Linked DNA regions of Sus scrofa: all the other regions are linked to region 1. Evidence: chromatin contacts called from public Hi-C data. All regions are on one chromosome and are shown on one strand. The core of a region is the stretch at or near the end of the contact, and the rest is flanking DNA. Distances in the headings are between cores, read along the strand shown.

Region 1 (3,547 bases), core at 623-3,122:
CTGCATTTTCTGCTGCAAAATTCTCTTTTTGGCATAAAGTTCAGACACTTGTCACCTACCCAAAGAAAACCACCACCACAATTCACCTAGGAACTGCCTGAGCCTCTCATGGCAAATACCATTCAAAGATAGTTACATTTTATTCTCAACCTCCCTTCTTCCTGTTCCTTTCCAAAATAGAATACCAAGCTGACCACTAGACATGACATAACAAGAGCTCAGAGCTAGAGATAAGGAGATTCAGGCTTTTCTACAAGGCCTTCACATGCCAAAAATAAAGTACAGGAAGTGTTGTTTCTCCTAGAGGAACTTACAGTCTAATCTTCTCATTGTTTGAGGGTCTAATGAAGCAAACCCCCTCTGCTGTTGTCTGCAGTGCAGGTCACTGATGGGCTCTGTGGGGGTAAACAGCAGTCTGGGCAAACCACACCATTCTCAGAGTATGTTTCTCATCTTTGAACTCATCAGGTCCTAAAGTGAATTGAATCAATGAATTTACAATCATTCTTACATTACTGCTTCCCTTTTGCCCCTTCTTTGGTCTCTTTCCCAGTCTGTAGTCACTTCCTGGCTCCAGTCACCTCTAGGATCCTGTCCCCTATTTCCCTCAACCCCCAGCAATGCCCTGTCCAGACCCTATCCTGAAGCAAAGTAAGAAAACCTTAAGATAAGTTAAATGTGGCACTACCACCTGAAGCCTTTTCTTTCTTTTTTTTTTTTTTTTTTTTTTTTTTTTTTTTAGTTTTCTACAGCATTTGAATGTACATTTAAGAGCTTTATTAGATGGTAACTTTTCCCTTTCTATGGGCTCCTGCCAGTACTTTGAGCAACTAGAAGGAAGTTCACTACCAAGTTTGTGTGGTGAATTTGGGGATAGGTGGGAGAAGAAGAAACGTTGAGTCTCATAAGGTGTGATTTAATTTTAAAAATGCTTACGCTGCTTTTTATAAGACTATCCATTTAACTAGATTTCTTTCTTGCTGACAAAAGAGGCAATTTCTGTGTATAAAATAAATCTTATTAAAACTCCTTCTCTGTTTCTGTCAAGGTGAAGGATACAGACCCCAGGAACAGCACACATTTGGATTCCTAGTGTGTGCAAATGATTGTTTATGGGATGCCGGGTGCCAAGACCCACAGAAAGCTCTTGTGCTGGCCTATAAAAGTAGAAGGAATGGAAAGCTTTTCCTGAGGCATAAAAAGTTTATTTTATTTCTTATTCTCTTTCACAGTGGTAGCTATTACTTCGTAATTTTCTCGACATTTTGTGGCAGCCAAAAATGACAGAAATAATATCCCTTGCTTACAATGTTTAGTTCCAATTCATTTTGTTTAGCTCAAGTTGCCTCATATGATAAAGGCAGCAGCTGCTAGACTTTGTGCAGAGGTCTAAACCAGAGCGAGTTCCTTTGAGTGAGTCCTTAAACAGAAAGGCAGAGCAAGTTGCCTTTCCTTTCCTTTTTCCTGGCAGGATTTTGAGAACGCAGAGAATAGCGAGAATGAATACAGCTTTAGTAATTATCATTGAAGTCTTTTTCAGTGTCCAACTGAGTAAACAACCTCTTTCAAGCCAGTCAAGCACCATTTCACATAATTGTATCTGCGTGATGCTATCTACACAGCAGGCACTCATGAGTCATAGACACAAGTCAAGGTAGGTTAGGGTATGGGACCTGCGATAACCAAGTGTCTGAGAATGGAGGCAGTCTCCCAGATCTGGGACAGGCATGAGAAGTCACCAGGAGCCAGGGACCGTTAAGTCAATGGCTTAATCAAAACATGGAGTCAGAAATCCAGGCAGGACCCAGAGGTCTGGGCATGTGCCAATGCCGGTTGCCAAGAGAAGTGGTGGCCTTGAAACCAGGGGCACAAATGTCAATAGATAAGATTGCTAACTACCTAGTAAATGATCCTGAATCTGGAGGCGGACAGTAATCAATAGATAGTGGACAACAAATGCAACATGAGAAGGAGGTAGACTTTCATAGGCTGCTTCTGTTGAACAAGAAGCAGTAGCCTTGTGCGGCTTGCCTACAGCCTTCAGATGCAAATAAGCTAATGAGAGCACTGATGTGGGATATAGCTTTGCATGGAGAAATGCCTTCCTGAAAATGTTAGGCATTCATTCATGCCCTCTTTATTTAAAGAACTTAGAGAGTAAATTATGGAGAAGTCCAAACACTGAAATATTATGATTTGCTCTGAATATGACTATTTTTTCAAGTGAGAAAGCAGAGACCCAGATAAATGCACTGACTCCCAAGGAAGCAGAGTCAGGAACAGAATATATGGCTTGGAATATACAGAACACTCCATTGTCTGGCACCATTTAAGACTTGAGTCAGCTAGGTTGATTCCATTAACTGATTATCCTTTAGGGTCTATGTCTAAAGGATCCACCTCTGGTCAGAAGGTTTTCAGGTTATCTATGAAATGTTTCTTTTTCATTTGGTGGAAACCAGAATGGAAAATCTGGATTGTTAACACTTTCATTCCTATCGATCCAAGCACCCTTTGGGGTACTCAAAGCCTACAGGAGTCTGGCCATAGAGAGTCTGAGAGTTGTGCTCAAGACAGCTTGAGCTCCAGATGTCTTGGGCACTCCAGTGTTACAGAAAATGGTAGAAAGTGTCTCAGACACAGTCTGTGCTATCTGGACAACAGATTGAATAACAGATAAAGTTTCATAAGTGGGTACTGCGATTATAAGCTTTCAAGATATAGGCAGTTATAAGCAGCTGAAGAGGTATAGAGATAATTTGGGGGTCATATTGAGTAATAAAATAATATTAATAGTGATGATGATGTGATAAGGAGGATTATGAGAGTGGCAGTTCTGATGAGATGAAGAGGAAACATGCAGTGTCTATGGGTAAAGAAGCTAACATGTATTTTTGGCATAGGAATGGTTGACCCCAGAAGGGCAGGACAAGGTCTACCTTTTTCCTTACTTCATGCTTAGTGTCTTGCTCTGTACCTGGCCCTGCATGGAAGTGCTGTTATTAATATTATAGAATTGAATGCACTGATGGCCGTAACTCATGACCATGCCAGAGATGATATGTGATTGGTGTGAATTTTGTCCCACTGGGTGAAAAAGTCTGGAGCACAGCCTTGAGATAAGCTGTGGTTTGGCACTCGTCATCCCTACCTCATTTATTTTTTGAGGCAGGCAGTTTTGCCTCATTGATTTTCACTGCTCATCAAGTTCCATTAGCCTGTTCATTAGTGACAGCTTCATTCCCTTCCCACACATTCTCTCTCCAGAATGATGTGTCTTTGTGTCATTAGCACTGACCGTGATTGTGGGCATCAGCGGAACGTGGCATTACCAGAAGGGCCTGCCTGCTGCATGTAGCACCCTTCTCTGTCACATCGATACCCACAGGAAACAGCAACTTCAATAACAAAGGACTAAGAGCATAGGGTTGTCACATTGACATTAGAGTTCCAGTCTGTGTGTCTCTCTCTCACACACACACTTTTTTTCTGGAATAGCACTTCTGCATTACTTCAGGTACTTCTAGCCACTTACCTAAATATGAAC
Region 2 (3,547 bases), core at 602-3,101, 460 kb before region 1:
TATGGAAAAACTACTTTATGCCAGGAAGCATGAAAGGCAGTGTGCATGCAAAGATAAAAGTACTGCCTGTTCTCAAAGGTGCCTGGCACAGTTGCACCCCGGCCAACACACAATTACAGGGCAGCATTTTGGTGGCCACTCTGCTTACTATGTGTTGAATTCCTTGATGAGTTAGATCTGGAAGGATGACTTGGTGAGGCAGAAAGAAAATCTTTCTGGACAGAGAGAAAAAGATGTGCAGAGGCCCAGGTGAGGGAGAAAATGGGGCGTGGCCAGTAAGTTGGAAGAAGTTCATTGTTCGAGGGGGAACGTGTCCTATAAGATGACACATTGTGTATCTGGGGGCCTGGTGGTTAAACATTTACCCACTCTCCACTGAAGATGAGGTTCTGAAAGTGGATAAAAGCCAGATTCTGTCCTTTGTCCTGAAAGCTGTGGGGAACCATTGAACCATTTAGAGGAGTGTCACCCTCAGATTTATTTTTCAGAAAGAAAATTGAGAGGTTGGATTCAGGCGATAAGATCGGTGGCAGGGAGGGGTTGCTGCATTGATTAGGCTGGAGATGCTGAGGGTGGTGGGATTGGTAGGTGGACACATTCAAAACATGAACAGAACCTGTGGCCAAATTGGATACATGTTGGAGTTCCCATCGTGGCTCAATGGTTAACAAATCTGACTAGGAACCATGAGGCTGTGGGTTCAATCCCTGACATCGCTCAGTGGGTTAAGGATCCAGCATTGCTGTGAGCTGTGGTGTACGTTGCAGACGTGGCTCGGATCTGGCGTTGCTTTGGTCTGGTGTAGGCTGGTGGCTACAGCTTTGATTAGACCCCTAGCCTGGGAACCTCCATATGCCACGGGAGGAGCCCCAGAAAAAGCAAAAAAAAAAAAAAAGACAAAAAAAAATTGGATACATGTTGAGGGGGAGATGTGAACATTTCTGGCCTGGGTAACTGCAGGGGTGGCAGAGATATCCATCAAGGGAGAGGGGACAGGAAGTTAAACAGGCTTGGGGGGTGGACATCTGTCTGAACATGTTTTACCTCACACTTGGCATTTATTAATTTGGCTGTATTTTTTTTTTTTTCTTTTGTCTTTTCAGGGCTGTACCTGTGGCATATGGAGGCTCCCAGACTAGGGGTCTAATCGGAGCTACAGCTGCCGGCCTCCACCACAGCCACAGCAACGCAGGATCCGAGCCACGTCTGCAACCTACAACACAGCTCATGGCATTGCCAGATCCTTAACCCACTGAGCAAGGCCAGGGATCGAACCCGCAGCCTCATGGTTCCTAGTCAGATTCGTTTCTGCTGCACCACAATGGGAACTCCTTGGCTGTATTTCTTACTTAGCTTTTCATGTGTTCTGTTCCCTCCCCAGGTGGACTCTGATTCTTCTGAGGTCTTGGGCCTCATGAACCCACCTGGGTGAGCTCCAGAGTCTTTAACTCATTACCACTCCCTGTGAGTTCACCTCCTACACAGGCTACATGAAGCCCGAAGCACAGCCTGACAGCAGCTGCAACCACTGTGTCTGCACGGCTGAGTATGGCAGGAACTTGGAGCTGGGACCCAAGTTCACCCCGAAGATGTGTTCCTCCTCTGAGGGGAGCTGAGCACCCACACTGACCTTGCCCGCTTCTGGGAGGGACGACCTCGTCTCACAGTGGCTGCAGAGGCTTTGGGTCAGAGCGTGGTGACCGGGCCCTCAGAAACCCTGCTCTTTCTCTTTGCAGAACCCCATAAATCCTTCCAAAGGGAGTAATTCCCTCAGGATCAGGAGGGCCTTTCGCATTCCTGAAATCAGTGAAGGCACAATGTATAGGGATTTCTGAGAAAAGTCAATGTGGTGTGAGTATGATCCCTGGGTGTTACCATGCAGCAGAGAAGGCCTTTTTTTTTCCTCCATTGAATGGTGTTCTTTGCTCTCAAGTTAACTCATGCACTGGATTGGGTCCAAGTACATTTTGTTTCTTGATTTCCAGCCAGGCTTCTCTCAGTTATGGTGCGTTCTCTGCTTTGCTCCCCTCCTTCCCCGCCTCCTTCTCTCTTTTTATCAGCATTTCAACTTTTCCATGTGACTGACCTGATACAGAGGCAGACCCACCAGCCTAGGTCGGGCTTCCCCGGAGGGGGGCCAGAGGGACTCTGGATGGTGGCCCCTCACTCAGCCACGGCCCGCGCATCAAGGAGGGTCTGTGAGCGGCTGAAGCAGAAAGCTTTTGAACTCTGCCCTCTGCCAAATGATTTCCAGATGTGTAAACTCCAGCCTCCCTCTGTTCTCTGACTGTAGCCCTGCCAACATACATCTGCAGATTTCTAGTGCACAGGAAACATGAAAGAGTATCTTTTACAACATCTGCTCTCTTTCCCCAGCTCTCCCCCTCGGTCTTCTCAGACTCTGCCCCATATTTCATCTCCCCCCTTAAACAAATTCATTAAGGAATCAATGCACAGCTCCCCCTGGTCCACAGATGCCAGCTTGTCTGTCCTGCCCATCACCCCTGCTCCCTACCAAGCCTGTTCTTGGCTCTTAGGACAGTTGACCAGAGCACCACTAGAATTATTAAAGAAGCATATTGGGCTTGCTAAGGGAGAAAAGAACTGAGTTTTCTCTATTGGGCTGGTGCCAGTCCACAAGCTGTAAGAGGAGGATTTGGCTGTACAGAGGATAGAGCAGGACCCTAAAGATAAAAACACAGGTCTCCCTGAAGAGTTCACATGCGGTACCTTTTAGGAAGAGGTGAGGTCTTCTCTTAGGGCTGACCTTTTTCCACGGACGGACATTCAGTTTCTTGAAATAAGGCAGGCTGCTGTAAAATTGAAAGTATTTATGTGCAGAATGAGTTCCTTGCTTCTTTTCATCTCCTGGGGATGGCACCCACCAAGCTAAGAAGAGAGAAGAAGCTGTGTCCTTCTCATTTAATTTTTTGGCCAGGCCTGTGGCATGCAGAAGTTCCCAGGGCCAGGGATTGAATCCCTGCCTCAGCAGTGACAATGCCCAATCCTTAATCCATTGTGCCACCTGGGAACTCACAGAAGACTTGTCATTAATGTAGCTCAAAGGGGGAGAAAAGAGAGATCCTTTTAGCAGAACAGAAGAGAAGATTGTTACTGAGGCACCCACTCTCACTGGGAAATTGATTTGATCACTGTGGAAATAAATACTTTCATTCTGTCCTTTGTCCAAGTGGACCCTAAACTCCCTCTCCTGCTCCATCCCGGGGGACATGGCGTGAAGCCAAGGGACAAAATCTGGGAGGAAAAGAGGGTTCCCTATGGAAGGGAGTAGAGAGTTGAGGGGGCCTAAGGGCTCAGGGGTCTGAGAGAAACGGTTGTAGGTGAGGAGTCCTGTGTCACAGGCCTGCAGCCTCACCTGGGAGGCAGCACAGCCTTCAGGGGTTCAGAAGAGCTGTGAGCCTCAGGAGTGGCTAATAGGTAACTTTCTGGACTCTAGGTAAGATTGTTCTGCCCACTGATCTGAAGGGGCAGTGGAGAATGGGCTTCATTTACGTTCTGCTTTAATAGTCCCAAAGCACTTCAGTCT
Region 3 (3,547 bases), core at 479-2,978, 360 kb after region 1:
ACTTGAGGACATGTGCTTTCTAACACGACACTGTACCATCCTCAGAGTGGGGGGCGGGGGGATCTTCTAGTAGGAATAAGTTCTCCAGAAGTCATGCCATATTAAAGCAACCACAGGTTCTGAAAACAAATATTACATATTAGGCAGTAGTGGCCCATAAGTTGTAGACTTTTAAATAGTCTCACATCTCTGTAATCTTTGTCTCCTTATCCATTTAGCCTCCAATTTCAAAATCTTAAAGATACAGGTATTAAAAATGCTTGATTGGCCATTGCTTTGTTTCTGTTAAGATCAGGTGCACATCAAGCCAGAGTCTTATATAATTTGTATGAAATTTTCAACTTCTCTAGCAGTTTTCTTGCAATAGAGAGAGAATAACATGAAGTATCATAGATGATCTCATTCCATTCACAGAAAAGTACTGTGGTGTCAGAGCAGTGTCAGTGTTTGAACCTAGAGTTGGAATCTTTGATAGCAATTCCGGTCTGGAAGAATGTATGGATTAGGTAAATAAAAGCTTAATTTTCACTCAGAGAGCAGCTGTGACTAGCAGCTGAAGCTAGAACATGGATCAGGGATCTGAACTTTTCCTTGTGGCCTCTGGTTGAGTCTTCCATAGCAGTCAAACTTTGGTTTGTGTCAGGCGTGATGTAGAAAGCCAGAGGAGAAGTCCAAGGCGCTAGTGGTTTCATTAAGTCGTCAAGATGGATTTAATGATTTTATTTGGAGCATTACTTCCAGTGAGCCACAGCTGGGGGCTCAGAAAGAGAGGTCTTCCAAGGGTAGCCAGGCTCTCAAGTACTTTCCCAGGGTCAACTACTGCAATATGGCTTAACCGTAGGGCAAAAAAATCCACCCCTCTTGGAGGAATTAAGGTATCCTATGTAGCTGTGATTGGGGAAAATTCACTCCTGCGAAACGAGACGTATGCTGGGTTGACCAGATAGCCCGAAGCTGAGCTATACCCAGGCTGTCTCACATTCTCAAGGCCTCTTTCTTGAACTTGTCTTCTTTCAGACTTTACCTTCATTTTCTGGGTAAGTAGGAATGTATTTATAGGGAAAGCCCCTGGTTTGGGTTTTGTAAGCTTTCCAGAGAAAACTGGATCCAAGAGGGAAAAAGATTTGCTGACCCCTGTCTCAGAGGTTAACATTTTCATTTATGTTTTACATGACTCATTTTAAATTACAGTGCTCTACAGATATAGAAAGAAGCCTTCCTCTTCCCACCCTCCCCCAGATACCACATAATGGAAAAAAGCAAGAATTTTCTGCATAAGCAAGACTTTTTTTTTTTTTTTTTTTAAACAAAAAGCCAGTCTCTGATGGGACTTTTTTCCTGTCAGAATTCCCACTGGTCCACTGTTGCAATATTTACAAAAGGCCATGATGAAAGAGGAAAGCCCATTTTTGAGCCCTTTGCCTCTGTGTTATGTAAAACATAACTTGTATTTCTGTTCTTGGTATTAGAAAAATTGTTATTTTTGAACTTCTCTGATGGGCTGGTAAACCTGCTAGGCCTCTTAATTGTTAAAGGCTAATTTTGATTAAGAAAAGATTTGTTCCTCTGCTCTGAGTAGACACGTAAAACTTCGAAAAAGGTTTGGATGTTCTGTTTCCTGTTTTTTTAAAAAAAAAAAAAAATGTCCCTTCTTATGAACTCAACTGGATGAGAGGATGTTCCTCAGAGAAAATTCAGCTCTGGGAGGAACCATCCATGGAGGTCGTAACCTAGAACATTTTTGAAGGGAAGTTTCACTGAAACTTACAAGAGGGTGGGGTTAGGAAGGAGAAAGTTCTGTTCTACCATAGTTTTAGCTGAATAAATCATTTTACTCTGGAGCCTGGTCAGTCAGTCCCATAATTTGTAGCTGATTGTCAACAGAGGTCCTTGATGTCAGTTCACTGTGCAGGAAGGAGGTGGCCCGGGGCCCCATTAGGAACTTGTACTAAAGTTGTATCTTTCTTTCTTCCCCAGAATGTTCACTGGAGAAACTTCTTTTATCGATTGAGCCTTGGTGATCTTTTATTTCTACATGAAAACCTTTTAAAACTAACATAATTCAACTTGATCTTTTTCTTCTAGTTAGGTAGAAGATAGAATCAGCTGGAAGCGCAGTTGAAAGGAGTGTATTCGCATGGGTGCAGGACTGAGAGATGGAAAGTTCTGCTCTCTCCTTCAGTGGGACTATAAACCAGCTGTGGTAGTAAACACGGGGATCCCAGCGTTGGCAGCCCTGCTTTTGCTTTACAGACAGTTTGATTTGCCAGCCAAAAAGAAGCTACATCAAGATTAGCTCCCAGACTGGGGCTTTAGCAAGTGCTCAATTAACTTTGGCAGCTCAGGGGGAAAAGCAGGTTAGTTTGGGGATCCAGATTCTGAAGAGTGTGCCGTTGAACCGCATGAACCAGAGGACAAGAAACTGTTTAATTAAAACTTCATAAAATGGTTCCTTAAGCTTCATGGACAATTGAGTAACTTCAGTTTCCTCTCTTTACTGTTGTTTACTTCCTGCTCTTCTTGAATTGAGCATTAGGTATTCTGGTCTCTTACAATGAGAAGATTAAACAGCTGTACTTTAAATTAAAGCATTAATTTGGAGTGTTCTGTGGCTGCATTAATTATATCTTTACTAAGATTACATTCCTGTGGATTTGACAGATGTGTATAAGCAGCAGTGGGGCTTATCCACAGCAGACCCAAATTCTGTTCACCACTGAGCCTTGGCGATCTTTTATTTATACATAAAAACCTTTTAAAATTGAAATAATTCGACTTGATTTTTTTTTTTCTTCTAGTTAGGTAGAAGATAAAAGAATTGGCATAGAGTCAATTGTGGGCATATTTGCATGGGTGCAGCACTGAGGGATGAAAATTCTGTTCTTCATTCAGTGGGATATAGCGAGAAGCATGTGTTGAAAGTTTCTCACCTAAACAGGTCGTAATTACAGACTTTAGGGTTTATTTCTTTTAATTAGAACATTATGCTCACTCAGTGGTCCTTATGAAAACTTTTTTTCTATCTGTATATTTTATATCAAATGATAAGTTAAATTGCTCTGGTACATTGAAGAGTTCTTTCCTGTAACCCTAATTGTAGTTCATGCTGAATACATCAAGGCTACTGTTTGCTGAGTAGCTGACTAGTCAGATCCATGGTTAATTTTAAGTTTTCTTCCTTTGTTTTCTAAGAACAGTTTTAAAGACAGTTTGTATTTTAGAAAAATGCTCTTATTCAGAACTTCTCAGATCTAACACAGCAGTCAGTGGGACTAGAGGTAAGAAGTAATAGCTTTAACCAAACATCATCTAAAATTCTGTAATAGGTAATAGTCCTTTGTATAGCACATCTCATGTGTTTTACAATTTCTAAGACATCTAAAGTAGCCTGCACTTTTATCAACCTCCCTGCATCCCTGTAGCACAAGGAGTTATTTTTGTTACTGAGGGGACAAAACAGGGGGTGAAGTGACTCACAGTTAATTGCCGGATTAAATCAGGCATCCAAGTCACTCTGCTTCGGGTAGATTCTCAGAGACTCAGCTGC
Region 4 (3,547 bases), core at 597-3,096, 260 kb before region 1:
CACCAACAGTGCAGGAGGGTTCCCTTGTCTCCACACCCCCTCCAGCACTTGTTATCTGTGGACTTACTAATGTGGCCATTTGCCTGGTGTGAGGTGGTATCTCATGGTAGTTTTGATTTGCATTTCTCTTCTAATTAGGGATGTTGAGCATTGTTTTAAGTGCTTGTTGGCCATCTGCATATCTTCCTTGGAGAAATGTCTACTGAGGTCTTTTGCCCATTTTTCAATTGGGTTGTTGGCTTTTTTGATGTTGAGTTGTTTAAGTTGTTTGTATATTTTAGAGATTAAGTGCTTGTCACCTGCATCATTTGAAAGTATTTTCTTCCATTCTGGAAGTTGTCTTTTTGTTTTCTTTTTGGTTTCCTTTGCTGTGCAAAATGTGTCCATTTGATTAGGTACCATTGGTTTCTTTTTGCTTTTATTTCTGTTGCTTTGGGAGACTGACCTGAGAAAACATTCCTAAGGTTGATGTCAGAGAATGTTTTGCCTCTGTTCTCTTCCAGGAGTTTGATGGTGTCTTGTCTTATATTTTGGTCTTTCAGCCATTTTGAGTTTATTTTGGTGCATGGTGTGAGGGTGTGTTCTCATTTCATTGCTTTGCATGCAGCTGTCCAGGTTTCCCAGCAATGCTTGCTGAATAGACTTTCTTTTTCCCATTTTGTGTTCTTGCCTCCTTTGCCAAATATTAATTGACCATAGGTGTCTGGGTTTATTTCTGGGTTCTCTATCCTGTTCCATTGGTCTGTATGTCTGTTTTGGTACCAGTACCACACTGTCTTGATGACTGTGGCTTTGTAATAGTGCCTGAATTCTGGGAGAGTTAACCTCCTGCTTGGTTTTTGCTTCATCTTAATAGATGCAGAAAAAGCATTTGACAAAGTTCAGCATCCACTCATGATAAAAATTCTCACCAAAGTGGGTATAGATGGAACATTCCTTAACATAATCAAAGCAATTTATGACAAACCCACAGCAAATATAATACTCAATAGGGAAAAACTGAAAGCTTTCCCAGTAAAATCTGGAACAAGACAGGTATGCCCACTCTCACCACTGTTATTCAACATAGTATTGGAAGTACTAGACACAGCAATCAGACAAACAAAAGAAATAAAGGCATCCAAATAGGAAGAGAAGTGGTAAAACTGTCACTGTAGGCAGATGACGTGATGTTATATATAGAAGACCCTAAAAACTCAACCCAAAAAACTCCTTGAACTGATTAACAAATTCAGCAATGTAGCAGGATATAAAATTAACGTCCAGAAATCAGTCGCATTTTTGTATACTAACAATGAAACTTTAAAAAAGGAATACAAAAACACAATACCTTTTAAAATTGGACCCCAAAAAATCAAATACCTGGGAATACACCTGACCAAGGAGGCAAAGGACCTAAAGAACTATAAAACATTAATCAAGGAAATTAAAGAAGAAGTAAAGAAATGGAAAGATAGTCCATGCTCCTGGATTGGAAAAATTAATATTGTAAAAATGGCCATACTACCCAAAGTAATCTACAGATTCAATGCAATCCCTATCAAATTACCCATGACATTTTTCACAGAACTAGAACAAACAATCCAAAAATTTATATGTAACCACAAAAAACCCAGACGCAATCCTGAGAAACAAAATTTTCTATTTTCTTATATACACTGCCTTCATACACCACCACAGCTGCTCCAGTCTCCTCGTTGATCCTCTCATTACACATCCACACAGAGAAATATTTTTTTAGGATTAGTGTGCTTTTGGTCATGGCAGAGTAACTAGTAATGGACTTTCCCCTCCACTGTAAACAAGTAGGAACTTGGATGAAATACCAACCAACAGGTTTCAGACATCAGCCAAGTGACAGGATTGCATCCCATGAGGCAAGAGAAACAAACAAGGTGAGCCCTAGACTGACACAGCTTTCTGCATGTAGGTGTTCAGTGGATCCTGGCCCGGAGAGAGGGAACTCAAGGGAAGCATCAGTGTCTTCACCAAACTCAGGTGACAGATATCAGAGTTTGTGCAAACAGAGACAGCTAGACATGGTAGACAATAGTAGAGTACCAGAAGAATGGAAGCTTCTCAGAGAAGGAGCTCCAAGACTGCAAGGGAGTAGAGGTATGGGGTGGGTGACTCTTGAGTTTTCAAATGAAAACTTAAGTGTATATGTACAGCAAGAAACACTAGGAGAGCAAAGAATGACCAAAGAATAAGCCAGACAATTATGAACAGAAAGCCATTCTAGTTTTAACCTGCCAGGAAAGAGAACTCAGTGGACACCTAAGGCATTCGGTAGAGATTCCTGAAAAGTCAGACATCGTAAGTATGGCCAGATTAGACCTGCCCTAACAAAGCCTAGGAAGAAACCTTAAACGGTCAAGCGGATCCTTTCAATTTAACTGCCTGACAAGTTGAAAGGAAACATTTTTACAATGAAGACGTCATTTAAATATACAACAACATAGCATAAATAATGCAGCATCCAGTTCCAAACTTTGAGGGGTCAAAAGAAGCAAAAATATGTAACCAGTAATCAAGAGAAAATTCAGGCATGATAAATAGACCCATCAATGATAGAGGTGATGACATTAGAAGACAAAGACTTTAAAACAGCCTTTAAATATTCCACAATTTAAAATAAAACATAAGCATAATGTGAAGAGGAATGAAGGATATATTAAAAAAAGAACCATGTGGAACTTTTGAATGATGGACTTGCACCCAGAATATATAAATAACTCTTATAATTCAGTAATAGTAAATTAAATGAACCAATTAAAATTAGCAAAAATTTAAAGGCATTTCACAAAAACAGATCTACAAATGGACATTTAGACATGAAAAGATACTATCATTAGACATCAGAAAAATGTAAATTAAAACTATAGTAAGATACCACTGTATGTCATTAGAATAGATAAAAACAAACTGAGAGTAACAAACATGTCTGAGAATATGGAGTTCTGGAATTCTCATTCATTGCTGCTGGTACTATAAAATGGAATAACCAGTTTGGAAAATAGTCTAGCAATTTCTGAAAAAAAATAAAATATGCTTACCATATGATTGAGAGAAGTGGACCTTAAAACTTTACATAAAAGCTATTGAACATTAAGAAGAAAATATTCCTTCAGCCTTTGCCACTGTATATCCCTTGGCTTAATGAACTCCTAGTCAGGAGAATCTAAGTTGCAAAAGTTTGTTCAAAGGTAAACTAAGGCATATTAAAAATTTTAAGAGTTTATTTGAGCAAAAACTGATTCCAGTAGAGCAGCGCCAAACTGAATGTGGTTAAAAGAGCTTTAGGGACAGGAGCCGGGGAAAGACTTATAGAGGAAAAAGTGAAATCAAAGTAAGGGAATTGTTTGGCTATAGCTTAAAGCCTACTTGGCTCTTTGTGATTGGTTGTCCTTAGGTTTCAATTTCTTAGCATTTATAGCCTTAGATTTTGGTTTTCTTATGTAGGTTCCAAGCATTGGAGCCACCTCAGTCTCATAGCCTCCTTGATTAGTTAACAAGTCCAGGCACTTAAGTGCTTAGGCAGGAGCTC

Evidence for each region. A called contact is a pair of places that touch in the nucleus more often than the background predicts.
Region 2: a contact with region 1 is called in a Hi-C map of liver, with 6 times the contacts expected there. The contact joins two enhancer-like sites. A contact is called at or near these places in 1 of 47 Hi-C or Micro-C datasets (liver) and 1 of 2 datasets of contacts at active chromatin or transcription factors (skeletal muscle).
Region 3: a Hi-C map of liver shows a contact between it and region 1, with 3 times the contacts expected there. The contact joins two enhancer-like sites. A contact is called at or near these places in 2 of 47 Hi-C or Micro-C datasets (embryonic fibroblasts and liver) and 2 of 2 datasets of contacts at active chromatin or transcription factors (alveolar macrophages and skeletal muscle).
Region 4: a contact with region 1 is called in a Hi-C map of liver, with 6 times the contacts expected there. The contact joins two enhancer-like sites. A contact is called at or near these places in 2 of 47 Hi-C or Micro-C datasets (liver and skeletal muscle).

What each region holds. Positions count from the first base shown.
Region 1 is chr16:46,105,694-46,109,240 of Sscrofa11.1, forward strand. No RefSeq gene overlaps it. Among named protein-coding and RNA genes, the nearest start is that of PIK3R1, 330 kb to the right of the region's middle. Within about 2 kb of position 1,873, at least 7 of the 83 cell types and tissues checked have an H3K27ac peak or open chromatin away from gene starts, as enhancers often do. A contact at or near this core is called in liver, where this site is marked.
Region 2 is chr16:45,643,455-45,647,001 of Sscrofa11.1, forward strand. No RefSeq gene overlaps it. Among named protein-coding and RNA genes, the nearest start is that of CD180, 57 kb to the left of the region's middle. Within about 2 kb of position 1,852, at least 44 of the 83 cell types and tissues checked have an H3K27ac peak or open chromatin away from gene starts, as enhancers often do. A contact at or near this core is called in liver, where this site is marked.
Region 3 is chr16:46,461,188-46,464,734 of Sscrofa11.1, forward strand. The region is part of intron 2 of PIK3R1 (phosphatidylinositol 3-kinase regulatory subunit alpha); the gene reads left to right. Among named protein-coding and RNA genes, the nearest start is that of PIK3R1, 28 kb to the left of the region's middle. Within about 2 kb of position 1,729, at least 13 of the 83 cell types and tissues checked have an H3K27ac peak or open chromatin away from gene starts, as enhancers often do. A contact at or near this core is called in liver, where this site is marked.
Region 4 is chr16:45,843,230-45,846,776 of Sscrofa11.1, forward strand. No RefSeq gene overlaps it. Among named protein-coding and RNA genes, the nearest start is that of CD180, 260 kb to the left of the region's middle. Within about 2 kb of position 1,847, at least 1 of the 83 cell types and tissues checked has an H3K27ac peak or open chromatin away from gene starts, as enhancers often do. A contact at or near this core is called in liver, where this site is marked.